Linked DNA regions of Mus musculus: regions 1 and 3 are each linked to region 2. A link is a contact called in public promoter capture Hi-C data. All regions are on one chromosome and are shown on one strand. The core of a region is the stretch at or near the end of the contact, and the rest is flanking DNA. Distances in the headings are between cores, read along the strand shown.

What was found. Promoter capture Hi-C pulls out the DNA fragments that hold promoters and counts their contacts.
Region 1: a promoter capture Hi-C map of pre-B cells shows a contact between it and region 2, with 3 times the contacts expected there. The contact joins the promoter of Pak4 here to the promoter of Hnrnpul1 in region 2. A contact is called at or near these places in 2 of 39 promoter capture datasets (liver and pre-B cells).
Region 3: a promoter capture Hi-C map of erythroid cells shows a contact between it and region 2, with 2.9 times the contacts expected there. The contact joins the promoter of Samd4b here to the promoter of Hnrnpul1 in region 2. A contact is called at or near these places in 1 of 39 promoter capture datasets (erythroid cells) and 1 of 115 datasets of contacts at active chromatin or transcription factors (thymic regulatory T cells).

What each region holds. Positions count from the first base shown.
Region 1 is chr7:28,595,744-28,599,857 of GRCm38.p6, forward strand. Pak4 (p21 (RAC1) activated kinase 4) reads right to left here and starts at 2,441. Exons shown (of 10, transcript NM_027470.3): 1 at 2,292-2,441.
Region 2 is chr7:25,752,970-25,756,812 of GRCm38.p6, forward strand. Hnrnpul1 (heterogeneous nuclear ribonucleoprotein U-like 1) reads right to left here and starts at 1,790. Exons shown (of 15, transcript NM_144922.3): 1 at 1,372-1,790. The coding sequence starts at 1,666. Axl (AXL receptor tyrosine kinase) reads right to left here. Exons shown (of 20, transcript NM_009465.4): 20 at 3,531-3,843.
Region 3 is chr7:28,434,659-28,438,410 of GRCm38.p6, forward strand. Samd4b (sterile alpha motif domain containing 4B) reads right to left here and starts at 1,533. Exons shown (of 13, transcript NM_175021.3): 1 at 1,480-1,533. It also overlaps a transcript of Gmfg not described here.

The DNA.
Region 1 (4,114 bases), core at 1,191-3,690, 2.8 Mb after region 2:
CTGGGCATTCCCTAACACTGAAAGCTTGCTTTTCTCGATAGCCCACCATAGCACATAAAGAACAAAATTAGTCAATATAAAAACACTTGCTCAGGACCCAAAGACAAGGCAGGGGCCTGAAACTGGGTCTCCAACGGCACAACCCCCATCTCTCCTTATCTGTGCCAAGCTGGCACCACAAGGCTGGGAATTTGGGTGACCTCACAGATCTGGTGCTGGTAGTATGCCAGCTCTCTGACACAGTCGGGTGCAGACAGGGGGTGGGGGTGGGGGTGGGTTGGCTGTGGAGAAAGTTGGGAGGCAGCGATGAGACTAGTACTTCCACAGCATGCCAGGCTGCCCGGTGCCTATCTTACCCTCCACAGCCAGCACTGTTCTTAGGTCCACTTTACACAGGAGGAGACGGAGGCACTTACTATACGTGGTCCTTCCCAGGTTGAGCCACTAGCAGGCCAGGACCTTTGCCCTTTCTGACCTTGTGTCCCTTCCTGTCCCTCCTACTCATCTTTCAGAGCTTCCTTGAGGGACTTTCCAAGGACAGGAACCTCAGGACAGACCCAGCATATACAGGCACTCTCCCTGTCCCTGCTCCATTTAGGCTCAGTGTCCTTGGCTGAGGGCTGGTCTTAGTACGCTCCTATGGGAGTGACCAAGCAGGCATTGAGGGTAGGGCTGAGTGCCTCTTGTCCCCTTGCTACAGTATCTGAGGACACCCCCCCACACACACACACACACAGACACTCTGCGGCCAGCTGATGCTCCAGAAGCGCCCAGAATCCAGCAGGAGTGCATATGGCCCCAAGAACCGGGAGAAGGCAGAATGGGCTCTCCCATGGAGGCCAAAGAAAGCAAAGCCAAGAGCTGCCCACGGTTGGCTAAGCATGAGTGAGAGAAGTGGAAAGATGGCTGACAGGAGGTCAAAACCCTGGAAGGAGGACCAAGGCTCAAACTGTAAAGCGTTTGGGAACCACTGAAGGCCACAGGGAGAGCTTGTGGTGTCAGGAATAGAGAGCGCCTAAGGTCACACCCACCCAATCAGAGGCTCACTGGACTCTGGGCCACCCACCAGCATGCCACTCCCATAGGCCCAGTGGAACCTCCCCTCCCAGGTCACACCCTTCCAAGGAGGCTAAACAGACACTCTGTTCCCACCCAGGGAGTGGCTTCCAGGAACAGACCTCCTGGGAAGTGGACCCTGTGGCAGGTAGCAGACCAAAGCTCCTTTCTCTTAACAAAGCTTTCTTGGCATTACTTTTTCTACCTGGAAAACAGGGGTGTTCTCTAACACCCAACTCACCCATCTCACAAGATAAGGGATGAAACAAGACCAGGCATACACGGTGCGCTCGCTCGCTCGCGCTCTCTCGCTCGCGCTCTCTCGCTCGCGCTCTCTCGTTAAACATTTACCAGCACCAAGATTTTGTGAAAGGCAGCAGGAGACAGAAGCACTCTGGGACAGAGCTCCGGAGCTGGAATCCCAGCTGCTCACCTTACTTCATTAGCTGACCTGGGGCAAATCACTTAGCTTCTTAATAACAGCTTTGGCTCCAGTGATGCTGTACTGCGCGCTAAATGAGTACATACACAGAGCTTTAACGCGGAGAGGGAAGCCCAGCCTATCATCAGTGTTTTATCAGTGTGTGGCCTTCATTATCAGTGGGAAGGGGCTCCCCTTCTCCTCCCACCACACACACCAGGACACACTTTCGAAGGCTCTGTTAGATGTCCCTGGTCCCCCTCCTCACCGCACGTGCCCCACTTGAGTTTTTAGTTTCTGGCCCTCCCAGAACATCTTCACCCGTCAGATTTTTATCTTCGTACCTTCTACCTAAGGGCTGTCTCAGACACCCCCCCAAAACCTAAAACTCAAGCACCTCCTCCTCCTCCTCCGGTTGAGGCTTTTAAATCTTTGACCGGGCAGCCGCCCACTTCTCTAGGTTGTGACCTCCAGCCCTGACAGACACACCCTCTTCTTAAGTTACTCTGAGCGCCCCCTTTTATGAGACCCGTTCCGAGCCCCTCCTATGCGCCCCCACTTAGTATTCCAAACTTTGCACAAATTTCAAACCCGGCCACGCCCCCTCCACCGGTCTAACCACTGGTCGCGACAGTCCCCTCCCCTTTCCCTCATTTTTGGGCCCGCGACCCTTTTCCACGCGACCCTCCCCTCCAAGAGTGAACTTTGACCCGACCGGCCCCGCCCCCTTCCGAATAACCGCTCTCCCACGGCGCGTGCCCAGACCCACCCGCCCCCAGCCACAAACCCCTTGCACGGTAACCCCCTAACCTACCGGCTTGGCGCCGCGGTCGCTCGCGGCCTAGCTGCCTGGCCCAGAACTCTGTGCCCGCGTACCGCCCTCAGCGGTCTCGCGCCGCCGCCGCCGCGGCTACTGCCGCCGCCATGTTGAATCCCCAATGAACATCCGGGGCCTCCCCTACTCCTCGCCGCCCACTAGTCCCCATGGCAACGGAGCTGACCGGGTGATGGGCGGGGCCTACTCGGAGGCGGGGCAGCGAGCCGGGCAGGGTTCCCTAAAACCACTGATTGGTGCGAGTGGCCCAATCGGAGACCGCTAGGTGGAGAATGAAGAGCAGAGATTGGGAAGTTTTGAAAAGGTGCGGGATCGTTGACTCCCCGCCCACTCCGCCTCTTAAAGGGGAAATAACGACTTTCGCGTGGCAGAGTCCCACGGGCTCCCAAAAAAGTAAAGTGGAATACGAGAACATAAAGGCCAGAAACAGTTCTTAAGCACTTATTATGCCTTTGTTAGCACGCGACTAGTTCTGCTGTAAACTGTTAACACAACCCTGTTGTTGTAACACCCATTTTACAGGTAAACAAGCTAATAGGATGCTAGTTGGTTTATGACTACTGAAAGCAAGTTTTGAATGAAGCTCTGTCCGAATCTGGAAATCTGACACTATTTGATCTTAATCTTTTAAATAAGTTTTTTTTTTTTTAAGTCAGTCAATCACGAGTGTGTGAGATGCATCAGTGGATAGAAGGCGCTTGTTGCCGAGCCTGAAGTTTGATCTCCTGGACCCACACGGTAGAACTGATTCCCAGGAGTTGATCTGTAGCCTCCACAAGAGAGCCATAGACATAAAATAGAGGGATAAGTGTAATTAAGTGTTTTTAAATTAATCAAAATGGAAAACACAGCGGAAACAAAGCCCATAAACTAATACACCCTTCCACCTATGGGTTCATTAGGTCTTACTGAAAAATTTAAAAATGCTTTCTCATCAAGGATTTTGAGGGTTTTATTTGTTTATTTGGGTATCAGACACTGAACTTAGGGCTTTTATACAGGACAGGCAAGCAGTAGTACTAGGGAAGTCCCCGGCCCTAGAGAATTCTAGGCAAATGCTTTCCCCAGCTGAGCCCCTTGGGAGACTGAGGCTACAGGTTTTCCCAAACAGGCTTTCTCTGGTTCTTTTCACGGGCTTTTTCTTCTGTCTGGAAGATTCTCTTCTTTAAGCATCCTCCTGACTCCCAGGGTTCCTTTGGGTTTTTCCTCAAACATTATGTTCTCTAAGGGGCAAAATGTCCTACCTTGTGCTATTAAATCCTTTGCCAGCTTCTGGCAAAGCTTCCTTTCCTTTGCCGCCTGTGGTTTTGTGTTTGGCTGGCTGGTTTTGGTTTCGTGAGACAGGGTCTCAGGACGTAGCCCAGGCTGACCTTGAACTATGCTTTTTGCTCGTAGCCAGAGCCTTGATATTATTGGTATGTAAATGCTCAGTACATATTTATAAAAGGGGTGGCTGACTAAAAGGTAATTCCACCCTCCAAAGATTCACTTAAATGATGCTTGCCTGTGTGCTTCACCTGCACACTGCCAGGCACACCGCAGGCATTCTGTTAACATGTGCAAACCAAGAATGAATGAAGGGCTGCGGTTCAGGTCTCTGCTTGCCTTCTTTTCTCCCCATCATCCCTATCTCTCCCTTCAGCTTATGTCCACTTGAACTCAAGGCCTCCGATGCACTAAGAGAGTCTTTTAGCACTGGGATTACAGGCACGTGTCTCCTTACCATGCCTGGAAGAATGGTCTGAAATATATATCTTAAAAAAACGATTTATGGGGAGAACTGGAAGGAGTGGAGGGATGGG
Region 2 (3,843 bases), core at 540-3,039:
CCCAAACTCCACAGTGCCTTCTCAGAAAAACACTCTAAGTCTTGGACACCACTGTGTCTGGTTCCAAATTCCCTCTCATACCAGGGTCTCCTTTACTCAAAGGACTGCTCTTTGATGCCAATCCTAACTAGAGACACTTTGGGCAGATCAAGTTCCCCCATATTCCCTGAGCACCCCATCTCCCTGAGCATACAAGTAACTATTTCTGGGGACTCAGGAGCCCTCTCTTGGAAAGGAATACTCCCTCTGCTTCATCATGAGGCCCCCAGCCAAAGCAACAGGTTTTCTTTCTTTTTCATACCCTCCACACTTCCCTCCCCCACACCTGCTAGACTAGCCACATGATCCCTGGCACACACAAGGGTCCCACCAGAGTTACCAACTCATTCCCCACAACTCCTGTTTCAAAAACTACCCATAGTTAAGAATGCAAGGCCACTCAGCAGAAACCACAGAGTACTAACCTGAGTCCTTCCAATTCTAGGCCCTCTAGTTTCTTTGTCCATGAGAAGATTCTGTCCTTTCTTGTCACCATTTAGATCCCAAATCTCCTCTGGAAGCCAACTAGATAGCCTAGACCTCCCAGTACCAAACATACAAGTTGTACCTGCCCTCAAGGTTGACCCTGTAACCTCGAGGAAATGTAGGAGTTGGGGATAGGGGTTTCCAAATCTGCTGGTCTTTCATTACCTCCTAAAAGGCCACCTGGCACACACTGGAGAGTTCAGTCCATGTTTTGGGAGACTCTTCCCAGCCTTGGACACCCGTAGGTCCAAAGTGCCAGTCCACCCCCAGCACTAAGCAGATCTTATCCCATCCGTGAAGAAAATCAAAGATCTTCTACCCTTAAAATTCTCCCTGACCTGCACCCTAGGCCATTCTTCCGCTACCTGAAAATCCAGCTTTTGAGACTCAGCCCAAACGGTGGACTAGCATGGCTACCCCAAGCTGTCAGCTCACCGCTCGGCTAGAATCTCTCATTTTCCAAGACGCCGCCCCCCGACACCCCTTTCCCTAAAACGTCTAGTTCTTCCGACTTTTTCCAACTCAAAGCCACAAAACAGAACCCCAAAGCAGTTTCCAGTCTCCGAATCCCAGGATATAAAATCCTCCCCGCCCGCCCGCTAGGACCCTGGTCGCCTTAAAATAAAATCCATCCCCCTCCACACGGTTTTCCTTGCACCGAAGGCCAGGATCCGCCCTCAGGCTGCCCCGAGGCCCTGGCCGCAGATCCTTTACAACGGCAGGTGGCAGGATCCCTGGCTCCTCAGACCATCTCCTGGATCTCTGTGGAGTCGAGCTCCCGCGTCCCACAGCCCGTCCTCGGCCCGGACTCCAGGCTCCCCGGTCCCCCGCCCCGCGCACTCTCACAATGTCCGTCCGGCCCCGAGTAGCCGCCGGGCTCCGGGTGCGGCTGCAGCCCGGGCGGCGGTGGCTGCGCGGTCCCCTCCAGCTCGGAGCCCCCCTCGGTCTCGACCTCCTCGTTGTTGTGCCCAGGTAACCCCGGATCGTCGTCAGCCTCGAGCTCCCGTTCGTCTTCGGGCTCCTCGGCCTCTAGCGCCGCCAGCAGCCGCTCAGCAAGCTCGGCCTTCAGGCCGCGAGTGTCCAGGCCGCGGCGCTGCAGCTCCTCGCGAAGTTCGTTCACCTTCAGGCGACGCACATCCATGGCCCGGGCCCCCGGGGCGGCCCCCGAGCCTGGCCCGGCCTCCCAGGGCTCTGTCCCCCCTAAACCTTGCCTGTCAGGAGGCGAAGGGGGAAAAGGGGGGGCCACTCCAATGGCGGCGGCGGCTCAAGATGGCCGCCGCCGCCTCCTCCCCCTTGCCCGGACCGTACGATGTAAAACGAGTCTCAATTGGTCAGCGCATGGGGCAACGGGCGCGGGCCCGGGAACCAAGCCAATCACAGTGTGGCTTTCAAAAGAACGGTACTAGAGGGCTCAGGAGCTGCCTAAGAGGAAGCGTTAGCCTACGTTGAAGTCGCGGCCAGAGTGGAGGGCGGGAAAAGGCGAGAGGCGGAGCAAGCGCTGATTGGGTAGCGCTCGCGCGCCCGCTGCGGTACAGTCAAATGAAGGAAAGGGAGTAACGACTTGGAGCCATTAGCAGCCAGATCTCAGAACAACCGCCCAGTCTCTCCGCGCCGTGCTTCCCTCAGACTCTCTGTAAAACACATTCTAACTGGTCTTCATCTCACGCCCCCTCGCGGAGGCCAAGCGGGTAAAACCACCACAACCAATCAAATGCGGCGGGAAGAGGCCGGCCAACCCTCGTCTTTCCTGTTGCCTTTCGGGAACCGGAAGGAGATTAATTCACCGAGGCCCCGCCCCTTGCCGTTAGGGCGGTTTCAAAACAACCTGTTCGCCAATCGCAGTTACTGTTATATTTCACCACTGCCAGAGCTTGAGCGCTTTAGAAAAAGCGAACTAGATTGGCCATTCTTGAGAGGCTTGCCTCTCAAAGTTCTCCGTACAGCAGGGTATAATACGGAATGAAAATCAAGTGGATCTGTTACTCATCGTTTGTTAGAAACCCAGTTGCCTTTATGAGAAACAACAACAACAAAATTGGTCCTGGAGAGCGCTGAAGGGTTGAAAGCAGGGGCTAGGCTAACAACGGGAGAAAAGTTGTGTGGTAAATCGCACCCCTCCCTTTGATGCACAACCTCCCAGGGCGCTTTCTCTATGGTTGCTAGACAAGCCACTCTGCACGCAACCATAGAGCCTTCCCGCTCTGGGCATAGCTGCAGAAGTTCGCGGCTTTCCATCTCGAATCCATTAAACCGTTGTTGCTCAACCTCAATCTTGCTGTGTCTACTCTGACCAATTCGCACACGAGAATCCGTAATTACGACAGGTTGTGTTAATCCATACACCTGTCGCCCTTTGCTCAGAAGACAAAAACTTAGTGAAATAACACCGAGACGCACAACGCAAATGTGCACCGACATCTATAGCCTTAACTCCCAACAAAAGCCACAAACACTCTCTATTAGACACACGCAAACATCCCACAATAAATGAATAGGCGTGACAGGCCAAAAGCATCAATTCAGGATAAGACTTCAAACGGCAGTGTAGGTGTGGCACAAGCATGCAGCATCGTGCGACAAAGCTCAGCTAAGACAGTTCACGCTACAAGCTCACACCACAGCAACCTAGACACACAGCACCCACTCAGCAGCGGGACAGACACTCACGTGGGCCCGAGGTTCCAGTCCAGACACCCCGCCCCTCGCCCACGTCGGACTTCCTCTCTCCTCCCAGCTGACCACAATGATTTGTTTTTTGAAAGAAAAAAAAAAAAAAAAAACTTTGTGGCCCGGATTGAACTGTACCCAGTTCTCAGGAACCACCACCGGGGGGCGACCGGGCGCCGCATAGGGTTCTTGAAATGGTAGTAGTCACAGACTAGGAAAAAGTGAAGACTCGGATCTTTGTCCATCTGTGGTTCGAGGTGTTCTGGTCCATCTTTCCTCAACAATCTGAATGTTTGCCTATGTGAGAATCTTTTGTACTAGTCTGGGCATGTTAGTTTATTTTCTTCTTTATTAAGACAGTCTCATGTAGCCCAGGCTGGCCTGCATCTCTCTGTGAAATCAAGGTCAACCTTGAAGTCTTGATCTTTCTGCTTATACCTCTCAAGCGCCGGGATTATGTGCACCATGTTGGATTCTTGAGTGTGTGTAATGCTTGTTCTGTGTCTGTTACTAAAGGTTCTTCCTATTGCTGGTGAGTACCTGCCTGCTGATGTTTGCAGATTTACAAGTGTGGGTTTATATGTTTCTGTTACTGTGAGTGCATAACTGGGCCTTTGCATTTGTGGCTAGGTTTGCCTGAGCATGTGCACT
Region 3 (3,752 bases), core at 283-2,782, 2.7 Mb after region 2:
GACCTGAAAGCATTGGAGTAGGTTTTCCACAAAGAATTCTGGGTGTTCAGCTATACTGAAGAAAGATTAGGTAGGTATGCAAGGCTTTCTAAAGATGGTTCTAGAGAATTGGGGGTGGGGGAGATTCTGAGGAAGAGATAGCTAGAAAAGTCTTTTAATAAGAAAGTCTGAGAAAAAGAAAGAACTAAAGGCCATCTCAGGGTTACTAAGTTCTGTGATGCATGGGGGTCCTGAAAGCTGTAGCTTAGAGGGGTGTTTCAGTATTGTAAGGAAGAGTGTCAGAAAGTTTACCAAAGGCTAGAAAGGGAGTTTCAAATTTTCAGGTTATCCAAGAAAAGTTTGAGAAGAATAGAGGCTATGAGGAAACTTTTTTGGAGTCCGTACACTATTCTTAAAACATGTGGTGTGTGTTACTGGAAAGGATTTGGGATACAGAAGACAGGCTTTGGAAGAGGTTTTGGGAATATGAGAGGAACTCTGGAGATTTTCAAGATTAGAAGGTGTAGAGGCTGAGGAGAAAAGGGCTGGGGTACATGAGATTACCTCTAGAGCATTCCAAGCTGGGGAATATTTGTGTAACATGAGTTTGGAAATCTATAGAAGGGTCTAAGAAATATGAGAAGAGGACAGGGCGTATATAGGAGGTGGAAGCAAAGAGAGGAGAGGAGAGGGTCCTCTAGGTGAGTTTTGGCATCTAAGAGCACTTCCTGAGTATCTGAGGACGACTGTTCTGGGATATGCAAGCTCTTTAAGGATGATGTAGTGTTCACCAGGGACATCCTGAAGAATTTGGGGATAAGAGTGAAAATCTCTAAGACTTTTGGAATGGGGAGAGGTAGAAGGGTAAATTCTTGGGGGTATTTGAAGAAGTCTGAAGGAGAGATGACTTGAATATGTGATGCAGATGGGGGGGGGGTTAGATGCAGAGAGTATCTGGGGGCGGTTTAGGGGCTTTAAGGTTCTTCCTGGGGGAGATGCCTGGAATATCTGTGCTGTGAAGACAGATGACGAGTAGCCACCAAGGAATGTGTTGCGATTCAGGAGGAAGATGTGAGGAGAGAACCAAGGACCAAAGGGCGGGGATCCACAGGGAGCGTCCCCAGAGGAGGCAGTTGAAAGCTGAGGGTGGTCTCCGGGGAGGCCGCTGGAGTCGTGCGGGAGGACCAGGCAGATGTGTGCCGAGTCAGGACAGAAGTCCCCGGGCCCGGCCCCTCGGCTAGCCCCAGGGCGTGACGGTTTGGGAGGGAAACTGAGGAAGGGGCCCGGGTAGGGAGAAACGGGCTGAGTGCGGAACCCTAAGGGGTCCTCCAGGATCCTCCGGCCTCCCGAGGCCCGAGTCAGCCGCCCGCCGCAGCCCGCGGCGCGGGGTCCCTGAGGGGGCGGGGCCGGCCGCGCGGCCTGGGTCGCCCTGAGGGGAGCGCCGCGCGCCTCGACCGCCGCCGCCCCGCGCCCGCCGGCCCGGCCTTGCCCGAGACTCACCGCCTCGGCCTCCGCCGCCGCCGCCGCCACCCGCACCTCCTCGGGCAGCCGCCGCCACCCGCGCCGCTGCCGCCGCCGCCGCCGCCGCCGTCGCCCCCTCTCTGGCCCGAGAGCTCCCCTCCCTCCTCCCGCACCGACCACCGCCGCCGCCGCCGCCGCCGCCGTCGCGCTGCGTCACCGCGCCGTGCGTCACCGCCCCTGGCCCCGCCCCGGAGGGCCACTGTGCGCCAGCATTAGCTCACACCCTATTGACAGACGGTGAGCCCAGCCAACTGGCGGCGAGGGCAGACCGAAGGGTGGGAGGTGTGCGGCAAGAAAGGCGGGGTCTTGGCCTGGAGGGGAGCGACAGGGCTGGAAGGAGGCCTGAGAGGCCCGCCCCCTCCTCACTACGATTGGTCTGACGAGAAGGTGACGGACAGACGGACAGGCCCCGGGCGGAGAGCAGAGGGCCGGGAAGAGGAGGGGCGCGCGCCGCGTTGCCCCGGGCAACGGTCTGGCGAAGCCCGCGATTGGACCTACGGACCCGCAGGGGGCAGTCTCGCGCCGGTCTAACTCAGTAGCGGCGAACCCAGTCACAATTCCTCATTCTGGCGTTCAAGGACCCCCTCCTCTCCGCCCCTCGGTCACACCCCGCCCAGGGTTTGTGTCCGGTAGTACCATCGCCCTTTGGGATGACAATGCTGCCTCCTGGCTCCTGGTATCGATCGGCCGCGCCTCAAGTGACACCTCAAGATGAGCGAGGTCGACCCTTTAAGGGTGGAAAGAGATAAGACCCCACACATAAGAGGCTGTCAATAAATGGAGATTGCTTCCATCACTCTTGTCGTGATCTTAGTCCATCCACAAACTGTCCTGCGCTGGGGTGAACTGACTGGAAAGGGGCCGGCTCTCCAGAAGGGTGACAGCAACGTGGCTTGTTCCGAGAACTCCAAGAAATACAGTCAGGGTGGAGTGTCGAATTTACGACAGGGAGTGGTAGGAAATGAGCTGCGGCTAGATGTTTGGCCACTGGAGGGAGTATGCACTTGTGCTAAAGGCACAGCGACTAGAGTGACGGGGCCAGTAAGGTCTTGGGGACTTGGGAGTTTGGAAGGGACGCCTCTAGCTTACATAGGGAAGTGGGGTGAGAAGGAATGAGACACAGAAGAGAGAACCCAGGGAGCTACCTGGGGAGTTGGGGCGGGGTTGCATCTGGAAGGGACCTTGGGGAGGGAGGAGGTGCGAAGTAGGCGGGACACTCAGGTGGCCCATTGAACTAGCCTTTTGCCACTGGCTGGCCACAGGGCGGAAGAGAAAAGTCCAGGACAAAGCCCTCTGGGAGATTGGGTCCCAGAGGAGAAGCTCAATGTGGGACAGCCAACACTGAGGTCAAGACCATTGCCCCACCTCGGGCACAAATTGAGGCTGGAGACCAGGATTTAAGGATCATTAGAGATGGTAATTGAGGTTGTGGGAGTTTGTGACCAATCCCAAGGAGGGTATGAGGGGTGAATGGAGACAAGGCTCAGACGGAATTCTGAGAAATGAGGGCACATGAGTTGAGAAAAGAAATGAGTACTAGACCAACATTGTGAAGATGGCACAGGAAAGAGTTGACGGGAACTGGGCTTAGCGGCGCGTCCTATCCCAGCAGAGCATTTCTGTAGGCTTGAAGCTAGCCTGGTCTACATATTGAGACCCTGAACTCGGGAGGCAGAGGCAGGTGGCTCTCTGAGTTCAAGGCTAGTTTTGTCTACAGAGCGAGTTCCAGGACAGCCAGGGCTGCGCAGAGAAACACAGATATTTTAAGTCTTTTTTTTTTTTAAGATTTATTAATTATGAGCACACTGTAGGTGTCTTTAGACAGACCAGAAGAGGGTATCAGATTCCATTGCAGATGGTTGTGAGCCACCATGTGGTTGCTGGGAATTGAACTCAGGACCTCTGGAAGAGCAGCAGTCAGTGCTCTTAACCACTGAGCTATCTTCCCAGCCCACTCCACCTTTTTTTTTTTTTTTTTTTTTTTGGTCTTTGGAGACAATGTCTTTTTAGATATTCATGGCTGGCCAAGACTCCTGCCTCAGACTCCTGAGTGCTGGGGTTAGAGATCTGTACCACCACACAAGCTAGAGAGGGAGTTCTTTGTTTTTAAAATAGAAGAACTAAAATTGTATGGAGGCTTAGGAGAAGATTCATCAGGGGTCAGGGAGAGATCATAGGAAGAGTTGGGAAGACTGAAGAGGTACCTGGCAGGTGGGATGGAGACCAGTGATGGGACCTGCCCATTATTAAAA